Linked DNA regions of Macaca mulatta: region 1 is linked to region 2. A link is a contact called in public Hi-C data. All regions are on one chromosome and are shown on one strand. Each heading gives the region's core, a stretch centred on a gene start, on an enhancer-like site or on the middle of the called end of the contact. The rest is flanking DNA. Distances are from core to core; before and after follow the strand shown. Region 1 holds the start of SLC35B1 (solute carrier family 35 member B1). Region 2 holds the start of KAT7 (lysine acetyltransferase 7).

Region 1 (6,979 bases), core at 4,002-6,501, 82 kb after region 2:
GAGGCCAGGAGTTCAAGACCAGCCTGGGCAACATGGCAAAACCCAGCCCCTACTAAAAATACAAAAATTAGCCGGGTGTGTTGGTGCACACCTGTAATCCCAGCTCCTCAGGAGGCTGAGGCATGAGAATTGCTTGAACCTGGGAGGTGGAGATTACAGTGAGCTGAGATTGCACCACTACACTTCAGTCAGGGCAACAGACTGAGACTCTGTCTCCAAAAAAAAAAAAGAGTGGTGGTGATCCATCAGTGATTTTCTAAGATATGCTGGGATTGAAATGCTGTAGTTCACTGAGGTTTCTTTATTTAATCAACTTTCCTATTAGGAAGTTTGTGTGTTTAGCCATTCTTTTGCCACATTCCCCCCTTCTTAGCTATTGTCACCTCCAAGATCATCTGGATTTTCCAGGCGAGGAGTCAAGGTATTGAGGGTCATGCTGGTTGCCATCATGTTCTCTGAGTGTTGCTGGGTCTCCTCTTGGTCACCTTCCTGACATGTACATGCACACACCTAGAACATTCTGTCTCTTGCCCATTCCCCATCCCTCCATAAAGTGGGACTCTTTTAAACCCTTCTCCATCAGAGAAGCCCTTGCCACTGTGGAGTCTCTAGGACGCCAGGCCTTCCCAAACACACCCAGCACCACGGGCCTTTACCCTCCACCTCTCCAGACTCTGCCAGATCTCTGCTCTTCTCTTCACACCTTGATCTTCCTGGGCTCTGGAATTATTGGAATTCCGGAATTAAGATGGTAATTGGCTGGGTGCAGTGGCTCATGCCTATAATTCCAGCACTTTGGGAAGCCAAGGGAAGATCGCTTGGGTCCAGGAGTTCAAGACCAGCCTGGGCAACATACGGAGACACCCTCTCTACAAAAAATTTTTTTTAATTATCCAGGTACGGAGGTGGGTGCCTGTAGTCCTAGCTACTCAGGAGGCTGAGGTGGGAGAATCGCTTGAGCCCAGGAGGCGGAGGTTGCAGTGAGCCAAGATTGCACCACTGCACTCCAGTGTGACAACAGAGTGAGACCCTGTCCCAAAAAAAAAGATAGTAACCAATTTATCGGTCTGTATACTGAGTGCATTTTTCTCTGAGTGTATATATTATACTTTAATAAAAAGTAAAAAAGAAAAAGCTGATTGGTGAGAACCATTGGTGGCAGAGCTTCACCATCTTCCCATACCTTTGTCTTCTCACCTGGGATCTTCAAACCGTCAGCTTCTTAGGGCTGTTTCACCCTCTAGGCTTTGCCAGACAGTAAGGAATCAGGGCTATCCCTTACTCAGGAACTCTCTGACCTGACCTTTTATCATTCCATCTTCCTAAACAATCAAAAGGGGAGGGATGATTCCTCTCACATTATAAAGGTGAGATATGCTGGGTGCGGTGGCTCATGCCTGTCACCCCCGTACTCTGGGAGGCCAAGGCAGGAGGATCACTTGAGCCCAGGAGTTCAAGACCAGCCTGGGCAACACAGTGAGACCCCATTTCTACCAAAAAAAAAAAAGAAAAAATTAGCCTAGAGTGGTGGCAGGCATCTGTAATCCCAGCTACTTGGGAAGCTGAGCAAGAGGATTACTTGCACCTAGGAGTTTGGGGCTGCAGTGAGCTATGATCACACCACTGTACTCCAGCCTGGGTGAGAGAGCAACACTCTGTCTCTAAAAAAAAAAATTAAAAACTTAAAATTAAAAAGGGGGGTGAGACAGACATGACAAGGACCACATGGTGAGTTAGAACCCAGATCTTCTGATAAGGTCTGGCTGCCTTTCTCACAGTTGTTGCCATGCTTTCCTCCCAAAGTTTTGAAAATCACACCTTTCTGGAGACCAGCCTGGGCAGCATACAGAGCCCCCTTCTCTACAAAATAAAAATAAAGTAATTAGCTGGGCATGGTGGGTCATGCCTGTAGTCCCAGATACTCAGGAGGATGAGGTGGGAGGATTGCTTGGACTGGGGAGGTTGAGGCTGCAGTAAGCCATGATCCTGTCACACTGCACTACAGCCTGGGCCACAGAGTGAGACTCTGTCTCAAAAACAAAACAACAACAACAAAAAACCCCATACTTTTCAAATGTGCCCAACAATTAGATTCTTTAGGTCAGTAGATTTCAACTAGGGAACATTTGGCAATATCAAGAGACATGTTTAGTTGTCTCAGCTGGAGGGGAGGAGTCGTGGTACTAGTGGGATAGTGAGCAGAGGCCAGGGACGCTGTTAGGCATCTTACAATGCACAGGACAATGCCTCCATCCCCACCCCTGCAACAAAGAATTATTCAGCCCAAAATGTCAGTGGTGCCAAGGCTGAGAAACCCCACTTTAGGTTAATAAAAAATCTTAGAAAGTCACTTGTCTTTGATCTCTGCTTTCAGGCATGCGGTTTGTCACCAAAACACCATTCACTAAGGAAATTTTTCCTTTCTTTCTTTCTTTCTTTCTTTTTTTTTTTTTTTTTTTGAGATGGAGTCTTGCTCTGTTGCCCAGGCTGGAGTGCAATGGCAAGATCTTGGCTCACTACAACCTCCACCTCCCGAGTTCAAGCAATTCTCCTGACTCATCCTTCTGAGTAGCTGGGATTACAGAAGCGTGCCACCATGCCCGGCTAATTTTTTGTATTTTTAGTGGAGACAGGGTTTCACCATGTCGGCCAGGCTGGCATCAAACTCCTGACCTCAAGTGATCCATCCACCTTGGCCTCCCAAAGTGCTGAGATTACAGGCGTGAGCCACCGTGCCCGGCCACTGATGAAATCTTTCGAATGAAAAGATTTCTTGGTCTCCAATTCTTGAATCACATTGTCAGGAAGTTCTCCTTCCTGTCTAGCTTCAATCCCTCCTGTTTTTAGCTAAAGTGCATTTCCTGTTGTTTAGCCATATTTTTTAAAAAATAGATGGCTGAGGGGTTTGGTTTTCGGTCAAGTTATGATTCTGTTTGAACAGAGACCCAGCTCCCCTGCTGCCCTGATGCTGTGACATCTCACCCTCTCTCACTGTGTGTTTCTCTGTGTGTACGTGTGTGTCTTGTATGTCTTTCTTCATCCTCCAGGTCCCCAGGTCCTGACCTGGCCTTCCTGACTTCCTGTCCTGACAAGAACAAAGTCCATTTCAACCCGACCGGCTCAGCCTTCTGCCCCGTCAGCCTGATGAAGCCCCTCTTCCCTGGCATGGGCTTCATCTTCCGTAACTGCCCCTCAAACCCGGGGTCTCCCCTTCCCCCGGCCAGCCCCAGGCCACCACCTCGGAAGGATCCGGAGGCCTCCAAGGCCTCCCCACTGCCCTTCGAGCCATGGCAGCGCACCCCACCATCAGAAGAGTCTGTGCTTTTCCAGAGCTCCCTGATGGTCTGAAGGTCCCATCCCTGCCCCACTTTACCATAGAGACCAGTGCCTTGGTGGCAGGTCCCTCCCCAGGTCCCCTGAGATGGGGTATGGAGGGGCCCTTCCCTCTCGGCCTTTGAGCACTTTCTTTCACTTATCGTGTCAAAGTCCTGGGTCCTCTTTTTGATGGGCACTGGCCCCTCTGAACGTGATGGGACCTGCCTTCTCCACTAGCAGCTGGGCAGCTCACAGCTCACACCTGTGTACCTGCCACATCCCTCACTTGGTGGAAAACACCCAGAAGGTCTGGAGTCCCTCACCCCTGGGTGTCAGTCCAAATGACTGTATAGGAGGCCCTTATTTTTGTCACAGAGCAAGCTGGCCATGAATGAAGGAGAGAGGACGCCACAGATTTCCTTCCCTACCTTCCAGGAGACCATAAGATAGATCCCCCATCCTCTCAGCCCTATCCCCACGCCTCCCTCTCATTAGAGGAGCTGACCAAAGCAGTCCTAATGGGCCATAACACTTGACCAATTCAGCTGCTGGCAGAGGGAGGAAACAAGTGTTTTCCCAAGTGGCATTTTCATCTCGCTTTCACCCTGACTAAAGATTGTCTTAAGTAGCAGGCCAGCCCGCCCAGCCCCAGGTGGGTAGTGGGGAGGAGAGCTGGCATTCCTCCAGGTGGCAAATGGCAAATCTATACTCTCCGCCCGCCCCAGGGCTGGATTGGATTAGAAAAATGCCTATTTTTCTTGTATCGATGTAGAAACTCTATTTTCTCCCAAAGACACTATTTTTGCAGCTGTTTGAAGTTTGTATATTTTCCGTACTGCAGAGCTTACACAAAATTGAAGAATGTTAATGTTCGAGTTTTCTTATCTTGTGTTTAGAGGTTGTTTTTTGCAGATCTTGGTGTTAATAGACCAAATAAATAAATAAATATTCCCAGCAGCTTGAAGTTCTGTTAAATATGTGGGGAAGGAGGAGAGGGGTAGAGATTAAGGGTATTATACTGATCATTTTATCTTTGTCTTCAAGAGAAGGAGCCTCAATTCCCACATCTGGGTGTTGTTATGGCTGTACACAAGAGTTCCTGTCCTCTGGACACCATGCTTGCATACTTTACATGGACATAAACAGCAGACCCATGAAAAGGCTGTCCAGAATGAAGAGTGTGGTTTGTCCTAGAGGTGGGGTGAGGCAGTCATTGGGGAAGTTAGCCATTCTTGTGTGAGTCTGAAAAAGCTCCCTAAGGAGAATGGATTTCAGAGAGGAAAAGCAGGTGACCAAGGGAAGACAGTTTGACATTGTGGGTGTTCTTTGCACTGGCTGGCACTCTCGACAGTTTGGGGGAAGCTTTGGTTCATCTCAGGGAGTACCCACAACGTAGTGTGCAGCCTTGAAGGAAACAAAGAAACTATACAAAGACACTATTCTTACCCTTTCGCAGCCTTTATAATGCTTTATAAGCCTTTATAATGCTTTATAATTTCCAAAGCATTTTCACAAAAGACATATCCCCATTGTATGGGTGAACAGTTGACTACCCCAAGGGCAGTAATAATAAGTACAATTGTATCTACCTCATAAGACCTGACAACAAACTCCTAAACCAGGCTATCCTAACCACCATTCATTGGGCTGGTAAGAACCAGCTACCATGTTAAGTGCTTTACATAAAATGTTATTGAAATATGACAACCACCCAGTAAGAGAAATATGGTAAGTCCCACTGTATAATCAGGGAAGGACAAATAGATTGAATAACTTTCCCCAAAAGACACAGATATGAAGTGGGGTAGCTAGGATTGGAAACCTGATCATTTGAATCCAGTGCTCATGTTTCTAACCACAGCGCTCTCCTGCTTGTTATTATATTCCCATTAATTTCACATGAGGAAACTTGACTCAGAGGACAAGGACAAGGGAATTGTTTGAGGTCCCAGCTGGTAAAGAAGCAGAGCTGGCAGGTCTCTCCGACCAGCTATTTGGTGCCCTGGCATCGCGGGCTGAGCCAATAGAGTAAGCTACTGAGCAAGAGAGCAAATGTATGGGGATTCCCATGCCACTAATATCGAGGAGACAGTGGGCTGGGGACAGACCCTATCTTCTATCCCTTACCCCTCCCTCTAAAAGACTTCTGGCTCCCCCGCAAAGCCTTAGTGAGTCAGGCCCAGAGCAACGGGTGTGGTGCTGCCCAGTATTTCCTTCCTTTGCCCGAGGCTGTGCCAAAAGAGCAGGCTGCTAGAAGAGAAGGAGCCTCGACCTAGAGAGCAGCCCAGAGTCCACCTGGTGGCCGGAGATTTGGGCCAGTTAAGTAGGGGGTTGGAGGTAGTAGTGGGAAGACCTTAGGTCAGTCTTGCCCTGGCAATTCGTGCCAGCAAGTGGAGACCCAACACTTGCATGAGGAAGGGATCCAACGAGGTGCTCATTAATGGGAAATATTCAGAAGCGCGGCCGAAGGGTTTAAGCCATTGTTGGTGAGTTAAGACTTGGAAGAAAACTGACTTCAGTGAACTTCCATTTCCACTCCTCGATATGAGGAAATAAGATCAGGGCTGAGAAACAGTGATGACTAATAATACCTTAAACTTGCACAGCATACTTTACAAAACACTTTCACCAACTTCAATTCATTCGATCCTCACAACAGTCAAGAGGCGACAAGGTGGCTATTGCTAATTATCCCTAGTTTCCAGACCTGGAAAACTCTGGCTCAGAACTTGGGTGACACGGGTAGGTTACCCCGCCTTTAAGTGACCAAGCCGAGACTTACTGTGCCGCTCTCCCCCTTGGAAGCCTAGTGAAGTGCCTAGGTAATGAGCAGGTAAAGTCGCTGACGCTAGGCAGCAGCTAGACGGCGCTGAGGCTCCAGTAAGAGATTTTGGCATTAGGACCCAGCAGAAGCCTGGCCGCCCGCCGCGGAAAAGACTATTGGATTTGCTGTGCCGGCCGCACCTCCTCCTGTCCCGCCTACCCGTCCGAGTTCGCACAGCGCAGCCAATTGGTGGCCTCCACATCCCTATACGTCATTATTCTACGCCCGGGTGGCTCTAGGACACCCTGTGGTGCTCTGGATCGCAGTTGTCCTCAGAGTTGCCTGATTGGAAAAATCTCCAGGTCGAGAAAATGGTCTCGAGGCTGCCGGTTCCCCTGGCCCTCAGGGATGGAGCCAAGGTCCCAGGGCGGGTTTTCTTTCCTAGGAAGTGGTTGGTGCGTTCTGAGGAGTTTCCCCTTTGGCAGCCCTGAGCTGGCAGTTCCGGTAGTGACTGCTGGGCCCTGCTGGACGGCGGTCGCATGCAGCTCCTATGAGGCCTCTGCCGCCGGTCGGCGATGTCCGGCTGGATCTGTCGCCTCCGCCGCCGCTGCTGCCGGTGCCGGTTGTGAGCGGGTCTCCAGTCGGCTCCTCCGGGCGTCTCATGGCCTCTAGCAGCTCCCTGGTGCCCGACCGGCTGCGCCTGCCGCTCTGCTTCCTGGGTGTCTTTGTCTGCTATTTTTACTATGGGATCCTGCAGGAAAAGATGTGAGCGACCCCGGGGGCGGGCCGACATTCTCTCCCCAGTCTGTGACAGGGGTCCCGGGCCTTCTGCCTCTGGACCTTCTGCCTCTTGTCCTCCTGCCCGGCTGTCGCCCTCTTAGCACCCCACTACTTTTGCAG
Region 2 (7,041 bases), core at 3,615-6,114:
TCCAGAATTAAACATGGTTTTAGAAGTACTGGGCCTCTGCCAATAACAAGTCCAAGAGACTACAGATGCTCCTTGACTTATAATGGGGTTAAGTCCCAATAAAACCATCATAAGTTGAAAGTATTAACAGGCTGAACATGATGGCTCACATCTATAACCCCAGTACTTTGGGAGGCCAAGGTGGAAGGACTGCTTGAGTCCAGGAGTTTGAGACCAGCCTGGACAACATAATAAGATCTCCCAAGTAGTCCCAGCTACTCAGGAGGCTGAGGTGGGGGGATCACTTGGGCCAAGGAGGTCAAGGTTGCAGTGAGCCAAGATCACACCACTGCACTCCAACCTGTGCAACAGAGCACAAGACCCTGTCTCCAGAAAATAAAAGCACTATACACCTAACCTACCGAGCATCATAGCTTAGCCTAGCCTACTTTAAATAGGCTCAAATCACTTACATTAGCCTACAATTGTGCACAATCATCTAACACAAAGCCTATTTTTAATAAAGTGTTGAATATTGCATGTAATTTATTGAAGACAGTACACTGAAGAGTACTGGTTTACCCTCATGATCAAATGGCTAACTGGGAGTTACGGCTCGCTGACTGGGAGTTATAGCTCATTGCCACTATTCAGCATCACAAGAAAATATTTCAGCCACATATCACTAGCCCAAGAAAGGACTGAAATTCAAAATTCGAAAAGTTTCTACTGAATGCATATTGCTTTAGCACCACAGTAAAGTTAAAAAAATAATAATAATTAAATCAAACCACCATAAGTCAGATACCATCTGGACTTCAAGTCCCTAAGCCTAAACCATTCAAACAGAAAGTGAAGGGATAACATTTTCATTTTACTGATGGAGACACGGCGATGTAAAAAAACAAACAAACAAACAAACAAAAAAACACAAATGACTCAAGACATACATGTGTCTCTATCCATTATACCATCCACAGTTCCTTTGGGTCTACAAACTGGATAGCAGCCCCCAACAGAAGCATTGTTAAAGACCTGACAACTCTGCATTCACTCCACATTTTACCAATCATCTGGTGCACCGTCATCTACACCAAGCCAAGGGACCAGTTTCCACATTAACTAGGAAAATAATGTGATGGGCCAGTCAGCCAGATGTGAGGAGTGGTAAGGAAAAATGAAGATTTTTACCTTGAGAACTCTGGCTTAGCCTGGCTGAGGAGCGGGTGACTCGAGCAGATCGTCGGGATGTGCCATCACTTTCTGAACTATCTGTGTGCTCGAGATCTGTAGAAAAATCGGAATCTTCGGTTCCATCTGAACTACTGCCTGCATTCCTCTGTAATACCATAGATCCAGATATTAGCACAGAAGCATTTGGTCTGAGGGTTTGCATTAACATTGAAAATAAAACAAGCTGTGACACCGAAAACACCAAGTTCAAACCTAAGAAAGGATTCCACAAGCATTTCCCATCCTCCCACCCACCCAGGCAACTTCACTTTATTTAGAACACTTAAATGGAACAATGTACAAATAAGGGACTTTTGTTAAATAAATGAAGAGCTTCCATTTCATTGGCTCCCGTTGCCCAGGCTGGAGGGCAAGGGCACAATCTCAGCTCACAGTAACTTCCACCTCCTGGGTTCAAGCGATTCTCCTGCCTTGGCCTCCCAAGTAGCAGGGACTACAGGCACCCACCACCACGCCCAGCTAACTTCTATATTTTTAGTAGAGATGGGGTTTCACTATGTTGGCCAGGCTGGTCTTGAACATCTGACCTCAGGTGATCCACCCGCCTTGGCCTCCCAAAGTGCTGGGATTACAGACGTGAGACACATGAAGATAATTAATTCTTACTGTATTAGCACTAAGTATGAACCAAGATCATTCGGAGATCAGTATCACAAAAAAAGGTCCACTGTAGTGAAAAAATCGTTGGTGCTAGACCTCATTTAACTTTAGAGTAGCTTTTGTTAAATGTCTCCATGAAAAGCTATCATATTTTTTTAAAACCATATACCATCTCAAAATATCATGGACCACAACTCTGATCCCAAAAGAATTTAAGCAGAAAAAGACGAAAATTGTTACTGCGTATGCCATCTATCCTTGAAGTTTCTCCACATGAAAGCCATCTATCTTTCAAAAAGGCAGCTTGCACATGAAGACTCATGGGTATTCAAAAACAGTTGTTTTCAAAACCATCTTTTCAATGAACAATTATTTGTCAATTATTAACCTCCTCAGGAGTTCTTTCTTAGCCATAAAGATAACTTTTATCAATTGAGCACTAACACTATACCCTTTACAAAACCAGAAAGGAAAAAATATTTGCTAAAAATACAAAGATTCACGCTGTAAGTCCCAATTCTTTATTCAAAACCCTGAGGGCCAGTTGTGTTTAGAATTCGTATTTTTTTTTTATTTTTAGAAGGGGAGTACTTTGCATGTATCCTGCAAATATTGGGTGCAATAACAAAACATAATACTTCTGCAGCAAAAGATATAAACAGTCACACTAAATGAGACACACAAAAACCGTAAGTAGCCTCAGGACAGATTAAGACAGGTTTGCCGCCAAACAGGTTACTAAAAAAAATGTACATTTTCAAGAAACTCCTGGTATTCAGGAAATTAAGAAAGAAGACAGGCCGGGCGCGGTGGCTCAAGCCTGTAATCCCAGCACTTTGGGAGGCCGAGATGGGCGGATCACGAGGTCAGGAGATCGAGACCATCCTGGCTAACACGGTGAAACCCCGTCTCTACTAAGAAATACAAAAAATAGCCGGGCGAGGTGGCAGCGCCTGTAGTCCCAGCTACTCGGGAGGCTGAGGCCGGAGAATGGCGTGAACCCGGGAGGCGGAGCTTGCAGTGAGCTGAGATCCTGCCACTGCACTCCAGCCTGGGCTACAGAGCGAGACTCTGTCTCAAAAAAAAAAAAAAAGAAAAAAAAGAAAGAAGACTGGGGCCCTATTTCAAGGCACCAATATTATTCCTGCATTTAGTGAGCCTTAACACACATACCACCGGCTGGGCGCGGTGGCTCATGCCTTCAATCCCAGTACTTTGGGAGGCCGAGGCGGGTGGATCACCTGAGGTCAGGAGTTCAAAACCAGCCTGACCAACATGGTGAAATCCTGTCTCTACTAAACACACAAAAATTAGCTGGGCGTCATGGAATCCGCCTGTAATCCCAGCTACTAGGGAGACTGAGGCAGGAGAATCGCTTGAAGCCGGGAGACAGAGGTTGCAGTGAGCCGAGATCATGCCATTGCACTCCGACCTGGGCAACAAGAGCAAAACTCCATCTTAAAAAAAAAAAAAAAAAAAAAAAAAACCATACATACCACCCACCAGCTGAGATCATTTTAGGAGACATTAAAAAGCATACATTTTCAGCCTGAAAAACCTCTGTGAAGAGAAAGATTTCTACTGAAATGAGCAAGAATACCACCCAGTTTTCCAAATATCTCAAGGGTAACCTGCCAGGAAATGAGCAAGAATCACAGAAAATGTCTAAAATAAGCAAGAATCACAGAAAACAGCTAAAATGAAGGGGGAATCTTAAAAGTCACCATTATAGTCTAATTATCTAGATATTTAAAGCGTTGATGTGAGACTTGTTCCTTCCTGGCTTGATCCTGGAACTCAGCTCTTCCCTGTGGCTTTTACCAGTATACCTCCCATTGTACTCCAGAGCAGACCAACTGCTCCTTCACTTCCTTCCTGTAACACTTTGTATACACCTCCAAGCAGAGAACTTACTAGATCGTCCTAAGGTTATTCATGTCTGTTTTCTCCTATCGGGCTGTGATACCCTTAAGCCAGGGATCACGTCTAATAAATTTCTGAATCGTCAGCAACCACCGCGCAGAAAGTAATCAATAGACATTTGTTCAATTGAGTTAGATTTGTTCTATATTCTGGACCTGCCACTGCCTGAGTGGCTTGCGGCACTCCATGGACCTCCGTTAGTTCAACTGTAAGAAGTAGGGGGCCATTCCTGGGTGACCTCCTAAGTCCCTTCTAATTCTAGAAGTTTTCGGTTTTTGCCAACTGCATTTTCTAGGAGCTGTCGAACTAGCAAGTAAAGATTACCGCTTGGAGGCAACTGGCCTGAGTGGGATCCCCTGGGAGTGGGCGCCGGCTTCCCACCACCCAGTCTTCTGCTTTGTTGTGCCCCTCACCTGGAAAGTAACGAGGCCTCCAAAACCCCGCCTCTGCACCTATCAGCGTCCCCGCTCGGAAAGGCGGGGATTCGGGCCACCCAATCGAGGTCCGCCTAAGCCGCGCCCCCACAGGACAGACTGCCAACCCCGACCAATCAGGAGAGGAGGGATCGTTCTCTCCAGCCAGTGGGAGAGCGCTAGGGCCGGGGCCAGACACCGCCCCCGCACGCGGGGAGGTGACCGTTGAGCCCAAACAGGCGGCGTCACCAGCCAATCAATATGCTTCCTGACGTTTCAGCGACCAATTAATAAGAACGCCTCCGATCCAGGCAAGCAGAGGGCGGGAATAGTTGCAAGCATAGGCCGAGGCCAGGGTCGGGCCCACATTTTTCTGTTGGATATGGACAGAAGAGAGGGTGGCTGAGCAAGGTTCGGGGGAGCGGGAAGTTGGGACCCAAGCACTGTGAGGCGTGGCCAACTGCGTCACGGTGCTCAATCGACTGTCCTTAGAAACCCGCCATCCCTCCTCTCCCGTTTCTCACCTTCCTTCGCGGCATTGCCGGCGGCTGCGGCCCGACGGTTCCGATTCGGGCAGCGGCGGCAGCAGCAGCAGGAACGGTGGCTCCGGCGGGCTCCGTGGCGGCCTCTGTAGCAGTCCCAATCCTGCGGACGATCCCTAGTGCCTCCTGCCTCTCAGCGTCTGGAGCGTTCTGCGCAGGCGCCGCGGGCTGAAGCGCTTTTTCCTTCACTTCCGGCTGGGTCTCGCGTCCCCTGACGTTACGGGCCAAAGAGGGTGCTGGGAGATTAGATCCTTTTGGTGAAGCTAGTGGGCGCCATTTTGAAGTTGGGCAGAAAGTGACTCCAGTGGTGGAATCCGGGGCCAGCCATTTTTAGTTAACGCGAGTGGCGCTGTTTGTGGGCGTGGGTAGCCATTCTTGTTTGGGGCAGAAGCCTGACAGTTGATGTAAACGGTTCTCATCTTTACCTAGGGCAAAATTTCCCTTCCCGGTCGTTTTAATTTCCAGAGTCGAGGAAGGAAACCCCCCGGAATCCATCAGGTTGCTGAGATTAGATTTAACCCCTTCGTTGCCTGATTGTTTAAAGGACGTTTCCGTTTATTACATAAACTCAAAAGTTGCAGAGGGATGTTTTGTGAAAGAAACTTTGTATTTTAAGAACCATCCTGGTGCCGAAGGGGTGGGAATGGGGAATTGAAAAAGGAACTAAAGGCTAGCGTCCGCCATCAGGAAGTTTCCTGTCTGGTAGAGGAGACATTGTCCTTGCTCTTAGCTAACAGCAAGTAAGTTAGTTGATGTCGCGGGGAGGAGGCAAAACCATTCTCCAGAAGCTGCAGCTCAAAGAATTCCCAATTTAGCTCTGTGGCGAGCGCCCACTTCCTTCCCGCACTGTGTTTGGGTTTGAGACCACTGGGGGCCCTGGGGTGAAAAATGTGATTTGAAAGTGTCCCGGGAATGCAGTACCAGAGTCAGAAAAGCATTGAACCGCATTTAGCTCAAATGACCTCTGGAATCCAGATGCTTGAGGCGGAGGAAGAAGAGGGAATGTTTTTACTGAAGCTGAAGCCCCCAAAAGAATGGAAATTTGAATAATAATGAGAGGGCCTAGGAAGGAGAGGTTGGTCACTGATACTAGGCTGAAAGAAGAGCCTTAAGAAAAGGCTGGAAAGTGGAGAGCAGGCGTTGAAGATTTAACCTCTCTGGAGGAAAAGCCTTGAGAGGACCAAGTCTTGCCCAATTGCGGCTGGGTGGAACCCAGGCACGCTCAGTCATTAAGTTAGGATCCCTAACCCCAATTTCAATCTGAGGCCCCTTTAGATGGAGATTTCCCCCCGTTAAGATGGAGATTTTCCCCAGGGGCTAAAGAACAAAGTAGCAGAAGGTAAACATCTGATTGATGTGCTAAGTAAAGAACTCAAAAGAGTTAAAGTTCCAGACCCTTAGCCAGCACTCTCCTTGGGGATGTCCTGGGCCAGTGTTGACACAGGCAGCTTTTAGTATTTAATACTTAGCTTTTAGTGCTTAGTATAAATACCTTTGATAACCTACTTAGGTTGAACTGCACGTAAGAACTTACTTGAAAATGGCTCACATTACTTCTTCCTTTGTAGCCCCTCACCACTTAAGCATTTAATTTCATACCATTACTCTGTTATTTTGCACTTACTGATATGTTCCTGAGGTTACATTTGAATGTTCTGGCTCCCCAACTGGTGGTAAGAATCTCTTATATTAAGAGCATATCTCAATTATTTCATACCATCCTTCTTTTTTTTCTCTCTCTCTTCTTCTTCTTTTTTTTTTTTCTTCCTAGATAGAGTCTTGCTGTGTAGCCCAGGCTGGAGTGCAATGGTTGAATGTCAGCTCACTGCAAGCTCCGCCTCCTGGGCTCAAGGGATTCTCTTGCCTCAGCCTCCCAAGTAGCTGGGACTACAGGCGTGTGCCATCACACTCGGCTTATTTTTTGTAGAGACAGAGTTTCACCATGTTGCCCAGGCTGGTCTTGAACTACTAAGCTCAGGTGATCCGCCTGTCTCGGCCTTCCAGAGTGCTGGGGTTATAGGTGTGAGCCACCACTCCCAGCCATACCAGCCTTTCTTTTTTTTTTTTTTTTTTTGAGACAGAGTTTTGCTCTTGTTGCCAGGCTGGAGTGCAATGGCACAATCTTGGCTCACAGCAACCTCCGCCGCCCGGGTTCAGGCGATTCTCCTGCCTCAGCTTCCCGAGTAGCTGAGATTACAGGCGCCCACCACCACGCCTGGCGAATTTTTGTATTTTCAGTAGAGACAGTGTTTCTCTATGTTGGTCAGGTTGATCTTGAACTCCCAACTTCAGGTGATCCACCTGCCTCAGCCTCCCACAGTGCTGGGATT

What was found. Hi-C and Micro-C count contacts between places; a contact is called where the count stands out from the background.
Region 1: a contact with region 2 is called in a Hi-C map of fetal cortex germinal zone, with 3 times the contacts expected there. The contact joins the promoter of SLC35B1 here to the promoter of KAT7 in region 2. A contact is called at or near these places in 7 of 14 Hi-C or Micro-C datasets (CD4 T cells, blood, cortical neurons and 3 more).

Annotation. Positions count from the first base shown.
Region 1 is chr16:60,296,387-60,303,365 of T2T-MMU8v2.0, forward strand. SLC35B1 (solute carrier family 35 member B1) reads left to right here and starts at 5,252. Exons shown (of 9, transcript XM_077971248.1): 1 at 5,252-5,801. FAM117A (family with sequence similarity 117 member A) reads left to right here. Exons shown (of 8, transcript XM_077971239.1): 8 at 3,048-4,272. The coding sequence ends at 3,348. It overlaps LOC144335606 (a long non-coding RNA gene), which reads right to left and starts at 6,234. Exons shown (of 2, transcript XR_013406554.1): 1 at 6,098-6,234.
Region 2 is chr16:60,214,345-60,221,385 of T2T-MMU8v2.0, forward strand. KAT7 (lysine acetyltransferase 7) reads right to left here and starts at 4,865. Exons shown (of 12, transcript XM_077971234.1): 1 at 4,694-4,865; 2 at 1,171-1,318. The coding sequence starts at 4,708. FAM117A (family with sequence similarity 117 member A) reads left to right here and starts at 4,378. Exons shown (of 8, transcript XM_077971239.1): 1 at 4,378-4,480.